2 separate regions of the Mus musculus genome follow, and region 2 is linked to region 1. A link is a contact called in public HiChIP or PLAC-seq data. All regions are on one chromosome and are shown on one strand. The core of a region is the stretch at or near the end of the contact, and the rest is flanking DNA. Distances in the headings are between cores, read along the strand shown.

Region 1 (3,969 bases), core at 1,313-3,812:
GGAGGCAGGATGTGTCAAACCTCGGGACTTCTGTCATACAGAAGAGGTCTACAACAGCCTATCTCATTTGTTGCTGTGTCTGGGGTATTGGAGAGCCTGTCACCAGCACTGCCACTGTACTGTTCAGTGAAGGAAGGCCACATAGGCCAGCATGTATTCCCTACCAGCACGAGAAGGTAAGCCTTGGTCCTCAGGCTTGACCCCTAGACTCGTGCCTGTTTTAGATTCCCTTGATAGGGACCAGCTCCCCATCTCTGTCCCACTAGCTGGAACTGTGCCCCACCCCCTCTTATAGGCTGGAGTCCTCCAAAGGGCCTGCCTGGGGCTAGTGTCCCACCTGGAAGCTATACTAACTGAGATGTCCACTACCATCCTCAGAAGGCAGCATCGACAATGACATGACAACCATAGCAGTCCCTCTCTGGAGGCCTCCAGACTTCTCTGACAATCTGTGGGCCCAGGAAGTAGAAGGTGTAGCTGAGTGTCTAGCAGATACCTGTGTCGCCATACAGTCTGATAAGCGACAGACACACTTGATCTGTGCATGATATCTCACGACCTCTGACCACACCACAGACACTCAGGACTGACACACACCTCCCAGGTGTGATGTAGCCATCCCACCTATGTGGTCCCAGTATCATAAAACCAATACATCTGGCCTCATGGCCTCTGCTTTCTGGGGACTCGGCTGTTACCCTCACTAGCTCCTTTCTAGCTTTGGTTTGGTTCCATCCCCTAAAGGTCCCAGGGAGCTGGGTTGACTTTTTGGAAGACACATCAGGGAATCAGAAGAGCAAACTGTATCATGTTCCACAGAGGGGGGCCAGGGCCTTGGAGGATTTTTTTTAAAAAAAGATTTATTTATTTTATTTATGTGAGTACACTGTTGCTGTCTTCAGATACACCAGAAGATGGCGGTGGATCCGATTACAGATGGTTGTGAGCCACCATGTGGTTGCTGGGAATTAAACTCAGGTCCATCTGGAAGAGTAGTCAGTGCTCTTAACTGCTGAGCCATCTCTCCAGCCCAGCCTTGGAGGGTTTTGACCTGTAACAACTACAGCCCCTTGCCCTGCCCAACCTGGCCCCAGAGAACAAGAGCATCCAAGGTGCACGTTCTCTCAGACTAGCTTAAGTGTTAGCTAGATGGAGCGGCCATGCCATTTCCCCCCACTTTCTATCTGCAGAAAGCTGAAAGGCTGCTGGCAGAAGTTCTCCAGGGGCAAGAAGGCTGGCACGGGGACCCACCCAGCACCTTGGGAGGCCGACTATGAGTTGCTGCCTTGTGAGGGGCTGTTTCACGAATACCTTGAAATGGGTGAGATCTGCCATTGCAGCCACTCTGGCCCTGGCCTACCCTGAAATGCAATGTGCCATTGGGGGTGTATGTGGGTGTGAGTTAGGCTTGCAGATATCCTGAGAAGAGATGGGGTGGCAACCGAGCCAGGGTGGGTGGGAAGACTTGGGGAGGCTTGGGAGCTGAGGCTGTGCATTAGGGAAATCAAGTCCAGGGACAGGGCCAAGCAAGGCTCTCCAGGTTGTGAGGGCAGGCACACCTGGGCCATGCCAGCCTGGATTTTCTCCAGTGGTTTCTTCAGTTAAATCGCCAGCCAAAGTGGTGGCCCATACTCAGGGCTTGAAGGATGAGATAGTTTTGAGGGCAGGGTTTTGTCTGACTAACACAGGGAGATCTGGCACAGTCATAACTTAGCAGTGTCTCAGCAGAACCCAGCAACCAAAAGCATAACCAGTAACTGTTGCAGACTCACTCTGTGGATAAAAAAAGGTAGGGCAGCTTCCAGGGTGATAGTATGTATCCTCACGCCCTGCACAATGGCCAAGGAACTCCCTAGAAATTTTATAGAAGATCCTGGGGATAAATGGGGACAACAGTTTTTAATCCAGAAGCAGGTTTTGCTCTCCTTCCTGTCATTAAGAGTCCCTGACTTCAGGTGTACTGGGTGGCCAAGGAGATTAGAGCAGTGCCCACCAAGGCTCCCAAGCCCAGGGGGTAGTCAGTGGCTCTTGCGCTGAATACAGCATGAGGGGAAGAAATGGATTGAAATGAACTGCCCGATACCCTGGTGGGCAAGCTGGGAGTTCCTTCTCCATCCCCCATCCCCCCACCTCCTGCCACCTGTGGTCTGAGAGTTTTACCAGCTCCTGCTTTGCAGTGCTGCAGTTTGGATTCGTCACCATCTTCGTAGCTGCCTGCCCGCTGGCGCCGCTTTTTGCCCTACTCAACAACTGGGTGGAGATCCGCCTAGATGCGCGCAAGTTCGTGTGCGAGTATCGGCGCCCAGTGGCGGAGCGCGCCCAGGACATCGGCATCTGGTTCCACATCCTAACGGGCCTCACACACCTCGCGGTCATCAGCAATGTGAGTGCCCGGCTCGCCTGCTGGGTGGTGCTGGGTGCAGGGTGAGGGTGGTGGTGGTGGTGGTGGTGGTGGTGGTGGTGATGGTGGTGACGGTGGTGACATCGCTCTGACCCTGCGCCCACAGGCCTTCCTGCTGGCCTTCTCCTCCGACTTCCTGCCACGTGTCTACTACAGCTGGACGCACGCCCCTGACCTGCATGGCTTCCTCAATTTCACGCTGGCACGAGCACCGCCCACTTTCACCTCCGCACACAACCGCACTTGCAGGTGAGCCAGAGTCAGAGGGTGAGTTTTGCCTTTTATTCTATTGACTCATACCTTCCACCCGCGCCCTCCCCACTCCCCCAGGGAAATAGGTTTTTGTTGTTTGGCTTTCAACACGGTCTCTCAAGTATGTTCAGCACCAAAGAGGCAGAGTGGAGGAAACGGGAAGACTGAGTCTAGATGGCCCACTTGCCAGCTCAACCCTAGGGAGCTACAGAGGCCTGTGTCTCCTGCAGGTACCGGGCTTTCCGGGATGATGATGGACACTATTCTCCGACTTACTGGACTCTCCTGGCCATCCGCCTGGCCTTTGTCATCGTATTTGAGGTATCCAAGGCATCTGAAAGCTCCTCCAGTGACTTCCATCCCCTTGCTGGCCCCTGTACTTAACGTGATGATGCCCCTACTTGCTTTGCCTAACCTAAACCTGTGGCATGGCAAGGGTCAGTATGACCAACAGAACTCCCATTCTGTTTTCCATCTAAATCAAATCTGTGTCTTCCTTTCCCTTGCTGGTCTCTGTGCCTGGCTCACGGACTAGCCATTGAATGCTTTGCAGATTGGAAGGTGCTGTGGGGAACTTGGAAGGGCTGGCTGGTCTCTGATCCAGGTCTCTGCTCTTTCATTTCCTCTCCTGCCCTGTAACTCCAGTTCCACCCACCTGGGCAGCCTACTGGGTCCCCTGAAGGCTAGTTTGGGCTTTTGTTTTATGAGGTTGGGGGTGGGGCTTCTATCCCCAGCATGTGGTGTTCTCCATTGGCCGTGTTCTGGATCTCTTGGTTCCTGACATCCCAGAATCCGTGGAGATCAAGGTGAAGCGGGAATACTATTTAGCTAAACAAGCACTGGCTGAGAACGAGGTGAGCACCCAAGCCCAACCTGTTGGCCTTACAGCCCTGTCCTGCACACTCAGGTCTCATGACTAAAGCATGAGCCTTCATTTCTGCCTAGTCTGTCCTAGCAGCACGTCTACCAAGCTGGTGAAGGACTGAGGGGCTGTTTACAGTTACTTCCATAGTCAAGCTGACAATTCACTTGCTTTGAGACAGGCTCTCCTTGGAGCAACAGGAGTGAAGGATGACCAACCTCCAAGTTCAGAGCCCAGCCTGGGTCTTCCAGCCTAAGGGAGACTCTTTGGAATGGTGACCACCTCCCTTTCCTTCTCTGAGGTCACAGTAGGGGTTACCGGAGGCTGACACACTTGCCTGGAAGACTGTTGAAGATGTGTCAGGAGACAGTTCACTATTGTGTGTCTTTTGGAGACCATGATCCTGGCCCCAGCTCAACCATCTCCACCCTTGGTTTAGAATAACCATGACCCT
Region 2 (4,367 bases), core at 107-2,606, 350 kb after region 1:
TCCTTGCAACACTGCCTCATTTTCAACTGTTAACAAAACTTCTGGGGCATGTTCTATGTGAAATTGTTACGGAAACATTCTGGTTGACTTGTAAGATTGTTTAACGTTACTAGGTTTTGTTTTGAACCAGGTCTTAAGGACTGGAGACTTAATGTAACCCTGTGAACTTTCAACAGATACGTGCCATTCCCATCTTTAAATTTTAACACCAAGTACTAAGAGGTGGCAGGATGTGCGAAGTGACTTCCAAGGCAGAGTCCCTTCGCTCGCTGTTCACTCCTGTTGGAAATCACAGGAGAGGACCAACTGAGGGAGTCTCGAAAGCCTTTGGAAGGCGCGGCCCGCACAAGGGCCACCGAGAACCCCCTGGAAAGCCCTTTCCACGGTCATCCCCCGGGCCTCTGCCAGAGTGCAGGATGCGGGAGGTGATCGGTGCCAGTGCCTGGGCCGCAGGACCCCATAGGAAGGCGATGAGGGCTATGGATGCAGGAAGTAGAGCTGCGTGCGCCGGGCCGCACTCCTGCCACACACCTCCGGGCGGGCTTGCCCCGCCGAGGCAAGAGTGGAGAACTGCCCGAAAGCAAAGATCAGGATTAACCTGAGAAGGCGCCCTTGCAGAATACTCCTGAAATTGGCAGGGCCAGCCCAAATCAGTGCGACGCCCGTTGGTGGAGGTGGCGGAGGGGGCCTCCGGCCGCTCTGCCCGAGGCATGGCCGTGCTGGTCCCCAAAGCCGGCGGTCCAAGCCAAGGTCATAAAGCTCCACGACCCGTCCACCTCCCACAGTTACCCTCGGTTAGCCGGCCCCCCACTCCCGGTCCCCGGAGCTCGGCCCGCCGCGCGGCCTCAGTTTCCCCGCGGGCCCCGGCCAGGGCGGGGGCGTGGCGGACCCGGAGGCGGGCCGCGTACCTGTGGAAGGAGACAGCGCGTTTCTCGCCCTTGCCCTGCCTGTTGGAACAGTTCACGGCCGCGCAGCAGATCACCATTGCGGGCCTCGGTCGTGAGCGCCGCCAGGCTCCGATCCTTGCCGCCCGCCCGCTGGCCCGACCCGCCCCGAGGGAGCGCGGCGACACAGCTCGGGACGTGGGCCGCGGCCGAGCCGTACGGCAAGATGGCTGCGCGCTGCCGCCCGCACCACGCTGCGCTCGGACTGCCCGGCCACGGCGCCGGCGTCGCGGCCGCAGCGGGCGGTGAGTCCGTACCGAGACATGCGCGGGTGGCTGTCTGTACGGAAAGATGGCGGCGCCGGAGGAGCGCAGCTCGGGCCGGCTCCCGGGTGTTCCGAAGCGGCGGCGCGGGCCGGGGGCGGGGCGGCCGCGTCCGGTTAGGAACCACACGCGCCGAGGCCCCACCCCCCGCGTGCCCACCGCCGTACGGCGAGATGGCGACGCCCGCGCTTCCGCTGCGCCGCGCTTGGCTGCCGCGGCTTCCCGTCGCCGTGTCGCGCAGTAGTCCGTCGGAGCGACGGCACGGTCAGTCGGCAGCCGGACAGGGAAGATGGACGCAGGTAAGGAGGGCGGACGCCTGCCCTGTCGCGGGCGGGCTCCCGTGGCCGCCCGCTGGGGCGGAGGCCGGTGTGTTGGGCTGGGCGGGCCGCGCCTCCCCGCAGCGCTCAGTACCGGGTTCGCGGGGCCACTCGTCAGCGCCTCGGCCTCCGGCGCTCGGCCGCGGCCCTCGGGGAGCGTCCCAGCCTGTGGGCTCGCGGCTGCGGGCGTGAGGGCAGGGAGTCTGAGGGACGCATCAGGACGCGGGCACCCTGGTGCCCGGAGAGGACCGGTGCGCCGCGAGGGTGGGCCTTGCGGTGTCCATTGAAGAGCCGACCTCTTTAACTTCTGTCAAGTTGTTGGCCGCTGGTCCAGCTACCACAACATGCACATCTTTTGTCTTTGAAGTTCAATAACCTGTGTAGGTGAGCCCCGCTCCTGTTCTGACAGCGGATCAGTCACATGCTACTTTGACTTCTTGAGGTCCTAATACTGGGTTAAGTGTGGGTGGGTTTTGTTTGTTTGTTTGTTTGTTTGTTTTTAACTGACTCTTGCTTCTGAAGCTGGAGAGTGCGGTTCTTTGTTTATGTTGGCCAGAAGTCTTGGAGATGCAAATCTATCAAATAAGTTGTTTGCTAATAGCCCTAAAAATACCCACCCCACCCCATTCCACCCCACCCCACCCCCAACAGAGGTTCTCTCATTCCCTCAGCAGCGTTAGCGGGTTTTTTTTTTTTTTTTTGGTTTTCTTTTTCTTTTTTCCTTTTTTTAATTTAAGAGCGACCTGCCTTCAAGAATCCACTCCTTTGTGAAGGAGTCCTGCTACCTGATTTCATTGTACTTTTCTTGAATGGCGTTGCTTTTGATGGTTTTCTTCTGACAGCTGTGTTAGAGAAGTAGTCGGCTCTTACTTGGGAGTAATGCCTACAGTTAATACACATTTCAGCAGTTTATGGCATCCGTAGCTGGAGGAAGCAGGAACGTTGACTCCCCAAGATGCATGAGCCAGGTGTATATTTTTTTAAGATAATTCATTTTTTTTTTTTTTTTAGAATGAATAACTGAAGCTGTCACACCACAGTGCCTCTTGGAGGTGTGGAATGGGATAATACATTGAATTACTTAATTATCCTCTCCCCCACTTTTTTTTTTAAAGACAAGGCCTCACTGTTTAGTCTTGTCTAATATGTAGACCATGCTGACCCAAGACTCACAGAAATATATCTGCTTGCTTGTACATCCCCAATGCTGAAATTAAGTGGGTGTTTAATGCTGCTGTGAGATCAAACTCAAAAGACATCTGTGTTTGAAGACTTGTGTTAATGGTGATAAAACACTTTTTTTTAAATACAGTATGATGGTGCAATTTTTCTCCTGATATAATTCTGGGTGGCATTTTATGATCTACCTTCTGATCTCCCACCACCCTTGTAATGTTGCTTCTGGTTATTCTTATAATTGTGTGTGCTGTGTTTGTGTGTTTTCTCTCTCTTTCTCTCTCAGCAGTATCTCTCCACAAAACCCTCACTGTACTAGAACTCAGGATGTAGATCAGGCTGGCCTTGAAGTGCTGGACTTAAAAAGTGTGAGCCATCCTGCCCTACCTACCTTGATCTTTTTATAAACTACATTTGTTATTGGGTATCAGGAGTTTCAATCTAGACATTGGACTAGAAAAATGGACAAAGGAAAAGAAATGCTGTCTGAGGCCCCTGACATTCTCTACAGGAGACCAGAAGTATATAGGCCTGGATGGTGCTTATATGGGAGAGTGATGTGGGCTAGGTTATAGGTGACTGGAACTGTAGCAGGATGGACAAAAACAAATCTCACTTTGGAAGCATATTTAAAGGTTTTTTTGGATAATTCATTATTTTCCCCTTCCCCTACTCCCCTCCATCCCATCTTAAGTACACCTACCCCATGCTCTGTGAAAGTACATTCTTGTCGAGACTAAACCAAAAACTAAACCAAAAACAAAGTGGCATGGAGGTTCATGCCCCAGGAGTTCAGTGAGCTGGAGGACTGGAGAGATGGTTCAGTGGTTAGAGAACTAACTTACTGGTCTTCTAGAAGACCAGTTCAGTTCCTAGTACCTATGTTAGGTAGCCCATAATCCCCGGGACTCTAGTCCAGGGGACCCAGTGCCTAGGGCACCACACTCACATGCCCACATGCAGACATGTGCCTACACTGTTGGTTGGTTTTGGAGATGGGTTTCTGTGCAGCTCTGGCTGTCTTAGAACTCACTCTGTAGGTCAGGCTGGCCTTGAACTCAGAGATCTGCTTGCCCTGCCCCAGAGTGCTGAGATTAAAGTCATGTGCTACCTCCCTCCTCCCACACCCAGTTTAGGTTTTTGTTGTTGTTGTTTAAGTTTCACCAAAGATGGTGAAAGATGATTTAGGTTCAGTCATGAATCCTTGCTGGGTCACTGTGAGGACTCACAAGTTTATTCTGAGTAGGACTCCTTGGGAGGTTTTGAGATGAGTATGTGAAATTTAACAGACTTGCTATGGGATTTTTTAAAAACCCAACATTTTTCTTATATAATTTGTATTTATCTTTTGAGATTAAAACATAATCACATCATATTTCCCTTTCCCCTTTCTTCTTCAAGCCCCTCCCAGACATTTCCTCCTTGCACTGTGTGTGCGTGTGCCTGTATTCCTTAGTATATAAATAAAATCTGCTTAGTCTGTATATTGTTATTTGCTTGTTTGATACTGGGGAGGCTCTTCAAAGGAAGACTTTCTCCTCCTACCCTCACCGTTCCTTGGTTGACTGTAATTCTTTTTCTGGGGTTGGGGCCTCATGAGAGTTCCCCTTCCATGTTAGCATGCCTGTTGGTGTTGACCTTGTTCAGGTCTTGTTTAGCAGCTATGA

What was found. HiChIP or PLAC-seq counts read pairs in DNA pulled down with a chosen protein or histone mark.
Region 2: a contact with region 1 is called in an H3K27ac HiChIP or PLAC-seq map of microglia, with 7 times the contacts expected there. The contact joins the promoter of Atg4b here to the enhancer-like site in region 1. A contact is called at or near these places in 15 of 39 promoter capture datasets (the 3T3-L1 cell line, the C10 cell line, the HPC-7 cell line and 9 more), 7 of 115 datasets of contacts at active chromatin or transcription factors (the 230-238 cell line, embryonic stem cells, large pre-B cells and 2 more) and 2 of 9 other capture datasets (adipose tissue and liver).

What each region holds. Positions count from the first base shown.
Region 1 is chr1:93,399,254-93,403,222 of GRCm38.p6, forward strand. Ano7 (anoctamin 7) reads left to right here. Exons shown (of 24, transcript NM_207031.2): 19 at 1,191-1,321; 20 at 2,178-2,383; 21 at 2,508-2,650; 22 at 2,884-2,974; 23 at 3,388-3,507; 24 at 3,697-3,969. The coding sequence ends at 3,771. Among named protein-coding and RNA genes, the nearest start is that of Ano7, 27 kb to the left of the region's middle. Within about 2 kb of position 2,563, at least 43 of the 459 cell types and tissues checked have an H3K27ac peak or open chromatin away from gene starts, as enhancers often do. A contact at or near this core is called in microglia, where this site is marked.
Region 2 is chr1:93,753,549-93,757,915 of GRCm38.p6, forward strand. It overlaps Atg4b (autophagy related 4B, cysteine peptidase), which reads left to right and starts at 1,357. Exons shown (of 13, transcript NM_174874.4): 1 at 1,357-1,506. The coding sequence starts at 1,497. It overlaps Thap4 (THAP domain containing 4), which reads right to left and starts at 1,290. Exons shown (of 6, transcript NM_025920.3): 1 at 909-1,290. The coding sequence starts at 985.